Linked DNA regions of Macaca mulatta: region 1 is linked to region 2. A link is a contact called in public Hi-C data. All regions are on one chromosome and are shown on one strand. The core of a region is the stretch at or near the end of the contact, and the rest is flanking DNA. Distances in the headings are between cores, read along the strand shown.

The links. A called contact is a pair of places that touch in the nucleus more often than the background predicts.
Region 1: a Hi-C map of fetal cortex germinal zone shows a contact between it and region 2, with 2.5 times the contacts expected there. The contact joins two enhancer-like sites. A contact is called at or near these places in 4 of 14 Hi-C or Micro-C datasets (cortical neurons, fetal cortex germinal zone, fetal cortical plate and 1 more).

The regions. Positions count from the first base shown.
Region 1 is chr13:6,487,243-6,492,897 of T2T-MMU8v2.0, forward strand. CNGA3 (cyclic nucleotide gated channel subunit alpha 3) reads left to right here. Exons shown (of 8, transcript XM_001101944.5): 3 at 2,435-2,548; 4 at 4,911-5,090. Among named protein-coding and RNA genes, the nearest start is that of INPP4A, 56 kb to the right of the region's middle. Within about 2 kb of position 1,464, at least 6 of the 40 cell types and tissues checked have an H3K27ac peak or open chromatin away from gene starts, as enhancers often do. A contact at or near this core is called in fetal cortex germinal zone, where this site is marked.
Region 2 is chr13:5,738,293-5,743,971 of T2T-MMU8v2.0, forward strand. It overlaps C13H2orf92 (chromosome 13 C2orf92 homolog), which reads left to right. Exons shown (of 11, transcript XM_028832198.2): 9 at 2,841-2,951; 10 at 4,622-4,772. Among named protein-coding and RNA genes, the nearest start is that of ZAP70, 17 kb to the right of the region's middle. Within about 2 kb of position 4,164, at least 12 of the 40 cell types and tissues checked have an H3K27ac peak or open chromatin away from gene starts, as enhancers often do. A contact at or near this core is called in fetal cortex germinal zone, where this site is marked.

The sequences.
Region 1 (5,655 bases), core at 214-2,713, 750 kb after region 2:
ACGCTGGGCCGACTGCTTGGTGCCTAGAGCTCCCTGAGGAGCTGCTGGTGGCAGCAGAACACCTCCATCCTTGGGATTGCCTCCAGATCTTCCAGGCACACAGGCTGTGACAGGGCCCCCGCCCAGCTGTCTGCTGCCACACCACCACCCCCATGCCATCTGCTCGAATCCAAGGACCTCTGCCACCTCCTCCTGCAACCAACCTAGGTGCATTGGAACATGCATCCTACCTTTATAGTATACAGAATATGAAGAGGGAAAGGGAATCGTAGCTTCTGGACTGCAGCAGGGCCTCTGACAGGGTCTTTCACGTGCACGCAAATGAGACGAGAGCGGGTTTCTTATGCGTATAAGGGGAGAATTCAATCAGATGGTTTGAAAATAAAGAGCCATGCCTATGGTGCAGCTGTATGGATTAGAGCAATGTCTCTAGTGGCACGCCACGGGGCGCAGTCCTCAGCCATCCTTTTAATTTCATTTTCATCTGTGCCATATATGAAAATATAGGGCAGCTTCATGGCATGGATGACAGCAGGTTTTGAAATGGGATGGAATAACATTGGAATCTCGGCTGTACCACCTGGCTGTGGGACCTCAGTGAAGTTGCCTAACATTTCTGAATTTCCATTTCCTCTCTCACAGGGTTGTTGTGTGGATGCAATGATAAAATGTACGTGGCTGGCATACAGTAAAGAGCCACTCAATGGCATGTAGTTTGTGTATTGTGTTTGTGAGTAGAATGGTGTTGGAAGGAAAGGTGAGTGTGTTCTCTGCATACCAAGGCTTCCAACACATCGAGAGACTCGGATCAATGGGAAGGTCCAGTACTTAATTCCAAAAAAATCAGTTGCACATGCACAAGCCGGGGTCCTCTGGCTGGCAGCAGCCCGTGTTACAGGACTGCTTTGGGTTTTCGCTGATGGTAGCTGGTGACCATCAAAAACCACCCAAAACACACAAAGCAACAAAGGGCTTCCCAGAGTGGGTTCCAGTCACAGCAGGGTGGCCTCAGTCTCCCTGCCCAGTCAAGCAAGACCCCAGGAACTTGTTCATGGGAGAAGGACCATGACAAGGAAGGGACTTGACCACAAGGAGGAATGGCTGGGTGAGCTGGGGGTTCTGGCCTGCAAACCCACAAGTCGCACAGGTTCTGGTCATTGAAGGTAGAAGATCAAGCTACCCGACTCCCTGTGGTTCCAGCAGAGACCATAGCCTCAATGTGGGGAGGCCGAGGGAGGGAAGAATCTGTGGGCAGGTGGGGCAGTCAAGAGACGGCCCAGACAGACCGGGGCACAGGAGTGAACTCCCTGCTGCTGGAGAAGGCAGGGAGGAATCTGTAGGAGAAGCAGCAGCCCGGCCACCGGGATTCAAGGACTCTGACTTCTAATCAATCACCAGGGAGAGACTGAAGCTTTTCCCTGGTGTTAATTCTTGCCTCCTTGTTAAGAAGGCTAATGAGGTTGGAACAGGTCACGTGATAGAATTAATTTGTCTTGCCTGGGCTCCTCAAGATTCATAGACTGAAGTGCAAATCCCTAGAGGCTAATGCCTGGCTGCCTTTTAATCAGGCTGATCAAACTTCAGCCCAAGGGGGTTTAAAAGAAAGGCAAATATTCCCAGACACATTCCTAGTTTTTTTCCAGGCAATTCAACCAGACTCCGCTGGTGTGACTGGTGCTTGTATGGAGTTTCGGGCACCTGTCCTTTCCGGGATCACACTTTCCACAATGGATTGCACAAGGGGGTCACCACACCTTACCTCTGCCTTGCAGGAGAGAGAGCCTAGTGTTTGGCAAAAGGGACTAGGGGAAGTGGAGTCCCATTTGAAAGCACTGTACAAATTATTTGAACTGCGTGTAGAGGGCTAGGCCAGTTCTGCGCAATATTCCAGGGCCTTCGTGTTAACCAGTGGGTTCCCAGGAAGGCTGCCAGACAAGCCCACAAACAACTGCCTAGGCAGTGTGGCTGCAGCACACGCAGTAGGAAGGGAGGCTCAGGAAGACCCCTAAGGAGCGGGTATTCAATCTGGCCTCAGAAGATGAAATTCAGTAGGCGAGAAGCGTTGGAACCAAAATCCTCGTTCTGGAGTCATTTTATGGAAGCAGCTGCTTTGGCTTGAAATGGCAAAGCCCCGGGACCTCTCCCCACCCAGTGCTTTGATGAGGGCCAGGCCATCATGTACTGCCACCTCCCCATCCCTTCACCTAGCCCTGGACAGTAGCTGCCTTCTTTGCTGTAAAGGAAAGGCCACGTTTATACCAAAAGCCAGAATCCATCTGCAGGAGGCAAAGGGAAGTGGGGAGCCCCTGGGATGAGGATCTCTGAGGGCGGCTTTCTCTGTTAAGCAGAACATCTGACCGTCTCACTCCTGGCTGTGTCCAGGAGGCGGATGGGCTTGAAATCAGTCCCACTTGCTGCATATCTGATTTCCTAGAGCCCACTCGCCAGGCGAGGAGACATCGTCAGCGCTGCAGCCGGGGATCACCGTGGAGACCGGAGGACTGGCTGAGTCCGGGCAGGGCTCCTTCACCGGCCAGGAGCTTGCCAGGTAACCGACCGGCTTCAGTCCCTACCTTGGCCTGGGGGACGCTGTGGCAGAAAGAAGGTAGTGACCTCTTCAGAAGAAGGGCTAGATGGGGGTGGAGCTGAAGATCTGGAAAAGAAAGGGTCAGGAGCAGAGCAGCCTGAAAACTCTCAGTGAGTCATTTCCTCTTGGGTCAGCTGTTCTGAGTTCAGAAAAGTCTAAGGAAAACTGCCTTTATCTGAAATTGCTTAATGAAAACTGACATTGAGGTGCTTGCTCAGGTTTGGAAGATTTCAGAGCAAAAGCCAACCGGAGAAGGTGGTAAGAGCAGCCAGCCGTGGGAGAGCTTGGATTCGGTGGACGCGGTGGTGTGCTGAGGGTGATGGCGATGAGGTCTGAAATAGCGCTGGCAGGGTCTCCCGAGTGCTCGTCTGGACCCCAGGGCAGGTGTCCCTGCAAAAGCATTTGTTTGCAAGATTAGTAAGACTCCAAGCTCTGCCTCCCTCTGATAACATCCGTACTCCAGCTTCAACAGCTGCCCCATCCTGAGGAAGTCATTTAGCCTTTTCAAGTCTCCTCTAAAAATGCATCTACCAGTGCCTACCCCACAGGTGGCTTGAAAGCTGCTTCAGAGCCAAGCACTGACTCACGGCAGGTGCCCGGCAAACACCAGGCTCATTATTTCCCTCCACCACGTGGTTTTTTCCAATGCCAGAGTTCTACATAGTCATATGTTCTACACTTTTTACTTCAGATTATCGCAAAAGAAATTCACATTATCTATTTATTCTTCATGCTTTTCATTATGAAGGCTACTGCTCCACCGTTGTTTATTAACTAGTCCATTGTAGCTGGGCATGTAAGTGATGTTCAGTGTTCGCATTTTACTAATAAACAGCTGTCTTAAGGTTCTTTGTTCATAAAGGGAAAAAGAGAACACCTGTAAGTCAGCTCTGCAGGGCTGACACAGGGTGTGTTGTAAGCTAGCAACGCAAGCTATCTCAGGGAAACAGAGCCCGTGGGGCTCGCAGAAGGGGACCTGAGGAGGTAGCCACCTTCCCCCTCCCATTTTCTCATGGAGTTTCATGGTCTTTGTGCTTCTTTCTGCATGTCCCCTCCGTTCTGGCTCTTTCTGTTCCCATATCAGCCGGCACAAGGCTGAAAACAGCCTTTCTCATGTGACCATGAGTTGAAACACCCAACCCCGTCTTCAAGTGGCTCTCAGTTCAGAGGCCTGAGTGGCTCTCTGTGCATCCGTTGTCTGTCCTAGTCCCATTGTCTGAGGCTGGAGGAGGGAGTATGACCTTTGTTCCACCCTCTCGGCAGAGGAAGGGTGTGGGTGCAGGAATTATCTGCAGCAGAGAGGCTGGGCTGGGCAGATACCTCCAAATACGTCTGCGGCAGCAGCTGTAAGCATCTGCCTACTGGGATATTTTCTTAGTCAGTGTATTCCCTTAGGCTAAGGTCATAAGTGTGTGATTAGGGTCAAGGTATGTGACAATTCGTGGCTTAGTTCCAGGTTGTTCAGTACTGACTCTGGCTGGGGACACCCCGTCCAGGGGAGGGCACTGCAGATGCCAAATCAGGGATTTGGCAAATCAGGGAAACCAGAAGCTGAGAAACAGAATGGAGTCTCCGGGCCTGTCACCCGCTGTTCCCCTCTGGCAGAGACACCAGCAGCAGCAGGCAGGGTGGAGGGAAGGCACCTCTCAGGCCCGTGCGACTCAGATGAGCTCTGGGGGCCGGTACTACGGTCGCAGGTGTTATTACTGCAAGCTCCAGGCAGGGCCGGCTCCGGGAGGGGGCCCAGGGCAAGTTGCAGAGGAACCTCCCAGGCCTGGGGAGAAAACTCTAGTTTGTACAAGAACACACCAATAAGATAAAAGCTTGGAAAAGACTCCAGGCTGTGCCTGGATGCCTGTTCCTTTAAGCCTTGCTCTATCAGATCTCAGGAACTTCTAAATAAATAAATAAATAACCTTGCTCTCGATGTTGTCCTTGTTTGAAACCCGCATTGCTTTACTCTTCCTGTGCTTGGCAGTCATTACAAAGAGCTCTCCACTGGGCAAAAGGAGTGAGCTAATTGCCCGTTTGAAGGATCATGCCTTAGGCAGAGTCCAAGTGCTACAAGGACAAATGGTAATAGAGTGTCCCTTTCTGGGGAAGCCTGCCCCTGACTGCAGGCTGGAGGGAGAAGGGGATACACGCTCCCCATGGGACGGAGATGAAAACGAAGACCACAGGGCCCCCAGCACCCACGCCCTGCCGGCCATCACTGCTTCTGCCCCACCCCTCGAGGCAGAGAGAGAGAGAGGGAAGGACTGGGGGTTGGAGGTGTGGGGGGCTTTTCCTCTCCGTCTGGCTCAGTGCCTGTGTCGCCTTCCAGGCTCTCGCGCCTCATCTTCTGGCTGCGCAGGTGGGCTGTCAGGCACGTGCACCACCACGACCAGGGACTGGACCCTTTTCCTGATCGTTCCCGTGGAGCTGAGCTTAAGGAGGTGTCCAGCCAAGAAAGCAATACCCAGGCAAACGTGGGCAGCCAGGAGCCAGCAGACAGAGGGAGAAGGTAAGGAGGGGAAAAGAAGACAGGGCCTCCTGTGCCTGCTGGGGCCAGGCAGGAAGCCTCTGCTTTGCTCCATCCTGTTTGGATGCAGCACAAGTGGCCTGGAACGTCATCCCTGTGAACTGTTCCTTGAAGAAAGTGTTTGCTCTTAGGGGAGCATTACATGCTCTAACAGCCTCTGCGGAGTCCAGGAGGCCTTGCAGGAGGAGAAAACCCTTGAACCAGAGCCCCCAGCCTCATTTGACCACTCACCTCATCCTACACAGAACCCCCATTAGGGTCCCCTGGAAATCGTGTTCTCAGAAACTCATCAGGGGATGCTGGCCTTACCCATCTCTCTTCACCAAAGGACTCGCATCCTAGACTCACTATGACCCATCTTGCTCAAAAGTGGGGTCTTTTATAGCAGGAGCTTTGGGGGGTGTCTAAATGGTATCCACAATTTTATGTGTAGGCACGCATGCATTTTTCTGGGACGAGAGTCTACAGGTTGGTCAGAATTTTCAAGGGGAGCCATCTGTGTCCCAGATCAGGTTGAGAAATACCAGGTGGGGAAGGGACAATGGTG
Region 2 (5,679 bases), core at 2,914-5,413:
TGGTGAAACCTCATCTCTACTAAAAATACAAATATTAGCTGGGCGTGGTGGTGTATCCCTGTAATCGCAGCTACTCGGGAGGCTGAGGTAGGAAAATCGCTTGAACCTGGGAGGCGGAGCTTGCAGTGAGCCGAGATGGTGCCACTGCACTCCAGCCTGGGGGACAGAGTGAGACTCCGTCTCAAAAAAAAAAAAAAAAAAAAAAAATCAATGGTCAAAAACATCTCAATAGGAGGAGGAGTGGAGAAATGACCATTCTGAGAAGTGAAGTGTCTTGTAAAATGTGTGCCCAGGTCTGTGGACAGCAGCTGTAGCTGTCGATGATCTTATGTCCACTGAATGGAATGTAGCATCAGTCCTAGCAATAGCATGCTGTTAACTTGTAACCAAAGGCTCACGTCAATGTTAGAGTCTCCAAAACACAGAGAATTATGAAGATGTAAGACTTCAACTTTTCCTTGAGCACAAAGTCAAACTTTCTTGGTTCTGCACTCCTTTAAGAAGGTTTTCACCAAGCCCAGCACATGCTTGATTGGCAGCTTGGGTTGAGCCTACAGCATGGAAGGACGGGAGAATTGCTCTTGTAATGGGTGGCTGCTCCTGTCATAGTTAATAGCTGTAAAGTTGAAAAGAAGTCTGGAAATGAAACTGTGTTGGTTAAAAATTTGATAATTGTGCTTGTTTTTTCCCACAAAAAAAATAATCCAACAATTGATCAAACGCAACCCATCAAACGCAAAAGACGCCTTCAGACTCTTCACAGAACCTTAGGTAAATGAAAACTTCGTCCATACTGACGATAAGAATAGGCAGTGGCTCTTAATTCTGTCGTCTTCTGCCTCCGGTGGAGAAAGAGTGAAAATGTGTTCCCGTGTCAGGTCTACCATTGCTACAGCTCTGTGGAAGAGCAAGCCGAGCGCGCCCCCTAGTGGATAACTCGATGCTCGCCAGGGCTTTCTGTCTGCGGCTGTTAGTCTCTGGATTCCGATTTGACATGTTTCATTTCAAAAGTCAAGTTAATTATCAGTCTTATTAAAGTGGGAGTTTTCTCTCTTTTCTAAGCCAAGTTGAAGAAGGAACAGATTTCTCTCTTTTTTTCAGGAATAACTAGAACTTCATGAGACGGTTATCAGACGCCCACATGGTAGTCTTAATCATATTGTGATAATTTTCTGTTATTTTATTTTATTATTTTGTTTAATTTTATTATTCTTTTGAGACAGGGTCCCGCTCTGTTATCTGGGCTGGAGTGTAGTAGTGTGATTATAGCTCTCTGCAGCCTTGATCTCCCGAGTTCAAGCCATCTGCCTATCTCAGCCTTTCTAGTAGCTGGGACTACAGGTGTGTGCCACCATGCCTGGCTAATTTTTTTATTTTTTTAGTTTTTAGTAGACATGAGGTCTTGCTATGTTCCCCAGGCTGGCCGCAAACTCTTACTGCGACAATTCTCTCTCTCTCTGTGAACGAGGCCAAGGAAGATTTACCAAGCTCATCCAAAGCTGCCCTGCCCCCCTTCCAGCCCTTGGAGGTCTCCCATCTGGGGCTGGGGGCTCCAGCCTGCTTTGAAGTCTTCTAGGGTGTGAGATTCATTACTTCTCATCCTTTCCCATTCCCTTCTTGATAGCTCACTTTCTAACCGCTAAACAGTCCAAACAGATTTCCCTGGAGCGCCTACCCATTGGTTCTAGTTTGTTCCCCACAGCTTCTCCAAACATCTCTCAGCCTCTTCCCAGGCCATCCTGCATCTGGCAAAGACAGGCAGGCCATGCTGGCCTCCCAATTTTCTCCAAGCTAAACTCAGGCCCTTTGACAGGTCCCATATGCCAACGAGTCAGGCACCAAAGGGCAAAGCTAGGATGCAAATATTTCTCATTTTCTTTTCTTTTTTCTTTTCTTTTTTTTTTTTTGAAACGGTGTCTTGCTCTGTCCTCCAGGCTGGAGTGCAGTGGCGCGATCTCCGCTCACTGCAAGCTCCACCTCCCGGGTTCACGCCATTCTCCTGCCTCAGCCTCCCAAGTAGCTGGGACTACAGGTGCCCGCCACCTCGCCCGGCTAATTTTTTTTGTATTTTTAGTAGAGATGGGGTTTCACTGTGTTAGCCAGGATGGTCTCGATCTCCTGACCTCGTGATCCACCCGCCTCAGCCTCCCAAAGTACTGGGATTACAGGCTTGAGCCACCGCGCCCGGCCATATGTCTCATTTTCGACTGTCTTCTTTCTATTAAACTCTTCTGCAATCCGTCTACCAATACCTGAGTATTTCAGTGTGGTTAATTTTCCTCTCTTGTCCTTGCAACTCAAGAAAATTTTTATAGTACTTTGTGGTTTCAAAATTATTTTCATGAACATTATACAATCTGTGAGGTAGGTCTTACTATCTCTATTTTATGCAAGTGGAGAAGTAGGTTGGGGCTTAGAGAGGTTCTCACTTGGGTCCTCTAAGCGTGGTCCTCTACCCACAGAAGCAGCATCTTTCAGGATCTGTGAGACATGCACATTCCCAGGCCTACCCCAGACCTACGGAATCAGAAACTCTGGGGTGGGGCCTGGGAATCTGTGTTTTCAAAAGCCCTCCCAGTGTGATTCAGATGCACACTTAAGTGTAAGAAATGCTGCCTCAGCTGTGGGTGGGTTGCCCAGGAATTTGTTAGATTTTTTAAAAAGCAAACAGAAACAAAAAAACACCAAAACGCTGAGGTTCTGTAGGCTTTATTTAGACTTTTCCCCCAAATCCTCCCTAACGCCTCACTTTGAGTCTAGAAGAAGCTACTTTTATCATAAATGCTGAAGTAATCACAGGCCGTGGTTGTTTGTAGATGAACACATTTTATCTTTTGTAGATCACCTTTCAGAGGAGAAGAGGTTTAAAGAATCCTCTCTGTCCGACAGGGATTTAAGAGAGCAGTTAACTACTGTAGATAAAGAAACACTTCAAGGGGCAGCTAAACCAGGTGGGAACCTATATGGTATAAACCAAGTATGATGCTTAAATACAGACAACTTCTGAATGTGTCTTTTGCCTTTCATGGTATTTTAACTGACACCTTTAGTTCACCCACAAAAGTGAAATAAATCTGCCGTGAATACAATCTGCAGTTAAAATTTATGAATTAAACCAACTCCAGAGGCTGGGCATGGTGGCTCACGCCTGTAATCCCAGCACTTTGGGAGGTCAAGGTAGGCGGATCACCTGAGGCCAGGAGTTCGAGACTACCCTGGCCAACATGGTAAAACCCCGTCTCTACTAAAAATACAAAAGAAAAAATTAGCTGGGCGTGGTGGCAGGTGCCTGTAATCCCAGCTACTCGGGAGGCTGAGGCAGTTCAAGAATCACTTGAACCCAGGAGGTGGAGGCTGCAGTAAGCTGAGATCGCACCAGTGCACTCCAGCCTGGGCAATAAGAGCGAGACTCCATCTAAAAAACAACAAACAAACAAACAACCGAACTCCAGGAATTTCACCACTCTTCCAAAAAGATGCTACTTTTATATTGTTTCTGCACAGCCAGGGCTTCACCCCTGCTCATCCCTGTGCCCAGACCTGTTTAGAGTGGGCAGAAACTTACCCATGCTGGCACCAAGCGCAGTACACCCCTCCACACTGCCACTCCCTGTCAAAATTATACCTGGTTGTCACTTCCTAATGCTTAGAAACTAAATGCCGAATTATTGCAGCAGAGCCTTTGAGCTGCTGGACACGCTGCCCCTTGGCATAGCAGAGCTGAAGGTGGGAGGCTGGACATGCCCTATTTTCTCCCCATCACCAAGAAGACCCTTGCTGAGCACTCCCCGTGTCTACATCACCAGCTGCCCTGGACAGCTCTCCACAGGAAACCAGCCGATACCTGGGATCCTACCTCCATGCCCGATTTCCCTGATGTCGTTTTCTTTTTTGGTCACATTATAAATGGATGCTGATGTGGGCTGAGATCTCCTTGCTTTGAGATCTAGCTAAGACTGCCGTGTTTTCCCCAGCCCGTGCTCAGCGGTATTCCCATCCACTCTCACACTTTCTGTAAGTCCTCAGAGGGGCTCAGGAGTTCAGGATCATCCGTGGCGTTGTGTTTGCCTCGTGCTGGTGCAGACGTGAGGTCCCCCAAACCTACACCCACGAGGTGGACTGTGTATGCAGTACCCCTTCCTGAGGCCAGGGGGCAGAGGAGGGGCAGCAGAGAAGAGGTTCTATCACTGCCTATGAAAAGCTGCAAACGGAATATTTGTCTCCATTGTTCTTCAAAGCCTTTGCAGTAGGATTTCTCAACCTCCTCTAGTGCCCCCGCCTCCTGTCACCCACCTGAGCTCTCCTCTGTTCTTCTCTTTACCTCTTACAAACTGGTCTGTGGAACTTTATTTCTGGTTGCTTTGTTGCGTGCCAGCCCATACCCTCAGTGTCTCATCTCCACCTCCCAAAAGCATCTCATCTTATCGCCAAATAGCAGATGAATGCATTTCCCCAAACAGCCAGTTCCTTCCCAAGAAGACTTCTGGAACCGGTGGCTAAGACGCCAAGGTTTTTATTCTGTTATGAATGGAATGAACAGGTGTCCCTTGCAGGTTTCGTCCTGGTGGTGGGGGGCCCAGCGGGGATCTCTGTTCACTCTGCGCTGTGTCTTCTCATTTAGATGCTCACTTTAGGACTATGCCCTGCAGGCAGCTTCTGCATTTCCTGCAGAGGAACACCATCATCGCCGCCATCTCAGGGGCGGTCATCCTCACGGCCACCGTGCTGTTGCTGCTTGGTTTGGCCTCATACATCAGGAAGAAACGACCATCGTGAGTAGTGCCGGCATGGCCTTCCTTCCAAGAACCTGCGGGTGTTTGAACTCACGCTGCCCCCAGGGCTTCCTGCTGATCCGGTTTAGGAGGAGGGCGGAAGCTGCAACCCTGGTCGTGCTTCGGCATCCCCTGGCCTGCTCTGTCAAAGCACACAGGACCTGGGCCATGGGTTTTAGGCACAGCCTGGGTGATTCTGATGCACAGCCAGGTTTGGGGATCCCTGGGTGGGCCAGGGTTGCCTCTCAAGGCCACTGCAGTTAGGCCAGACCTGTCCCCATATTGAGGGCTCTGGCTGAAAGATTGGTAAATAGAAATATGGATTTACAAAAGAAAGGAAAAACACAAATCTAAGGGGGCGAGGAGGGCTGAAGCCACAAAGGAGAGTGAGAGCAGGGCTGATATCAGCTCATTCACACTGACACAGCTGCCCTGCTTGTTAGAATACTGAAAGCCTTCCCTGAGCTTCCCACTGACCTCCTGATCTTCTCTGTGCTCCTGCAAATGAAGGGTTAGTGCCTGGCATAGCTGTGGCCCTCCAAGGCTCTGCTTCAGTGGTGGTCATTTTGACCGGTCAGTGCCTGTCTACACCAGTTGTTAAATATTTTGGTTAGGCCTCTAGATGAGGGAGCTCAGGCACAGAGGCACTCACCATGAGCAGGCACTAGAAAGCAAATGGTTTGCACGGTGATGTGTATGCATAGCTGCATTTTGAGATTATGTGCTTCTTGCTGCATCCCCGGGGACACGTATTCCTGACCGCAGAAGGAAGAGCAGCTCCCCACAGTCCCTCAGGTCCTGCCCGACACCGGGCTGAATGCTCAGCTTGCCCCTAGAGCAATGGGGTGGAGGCGTGTGATGAGGGGAAGTGTCCGTCCCCACCGCTACCCACCGTCTGACTCCAGAG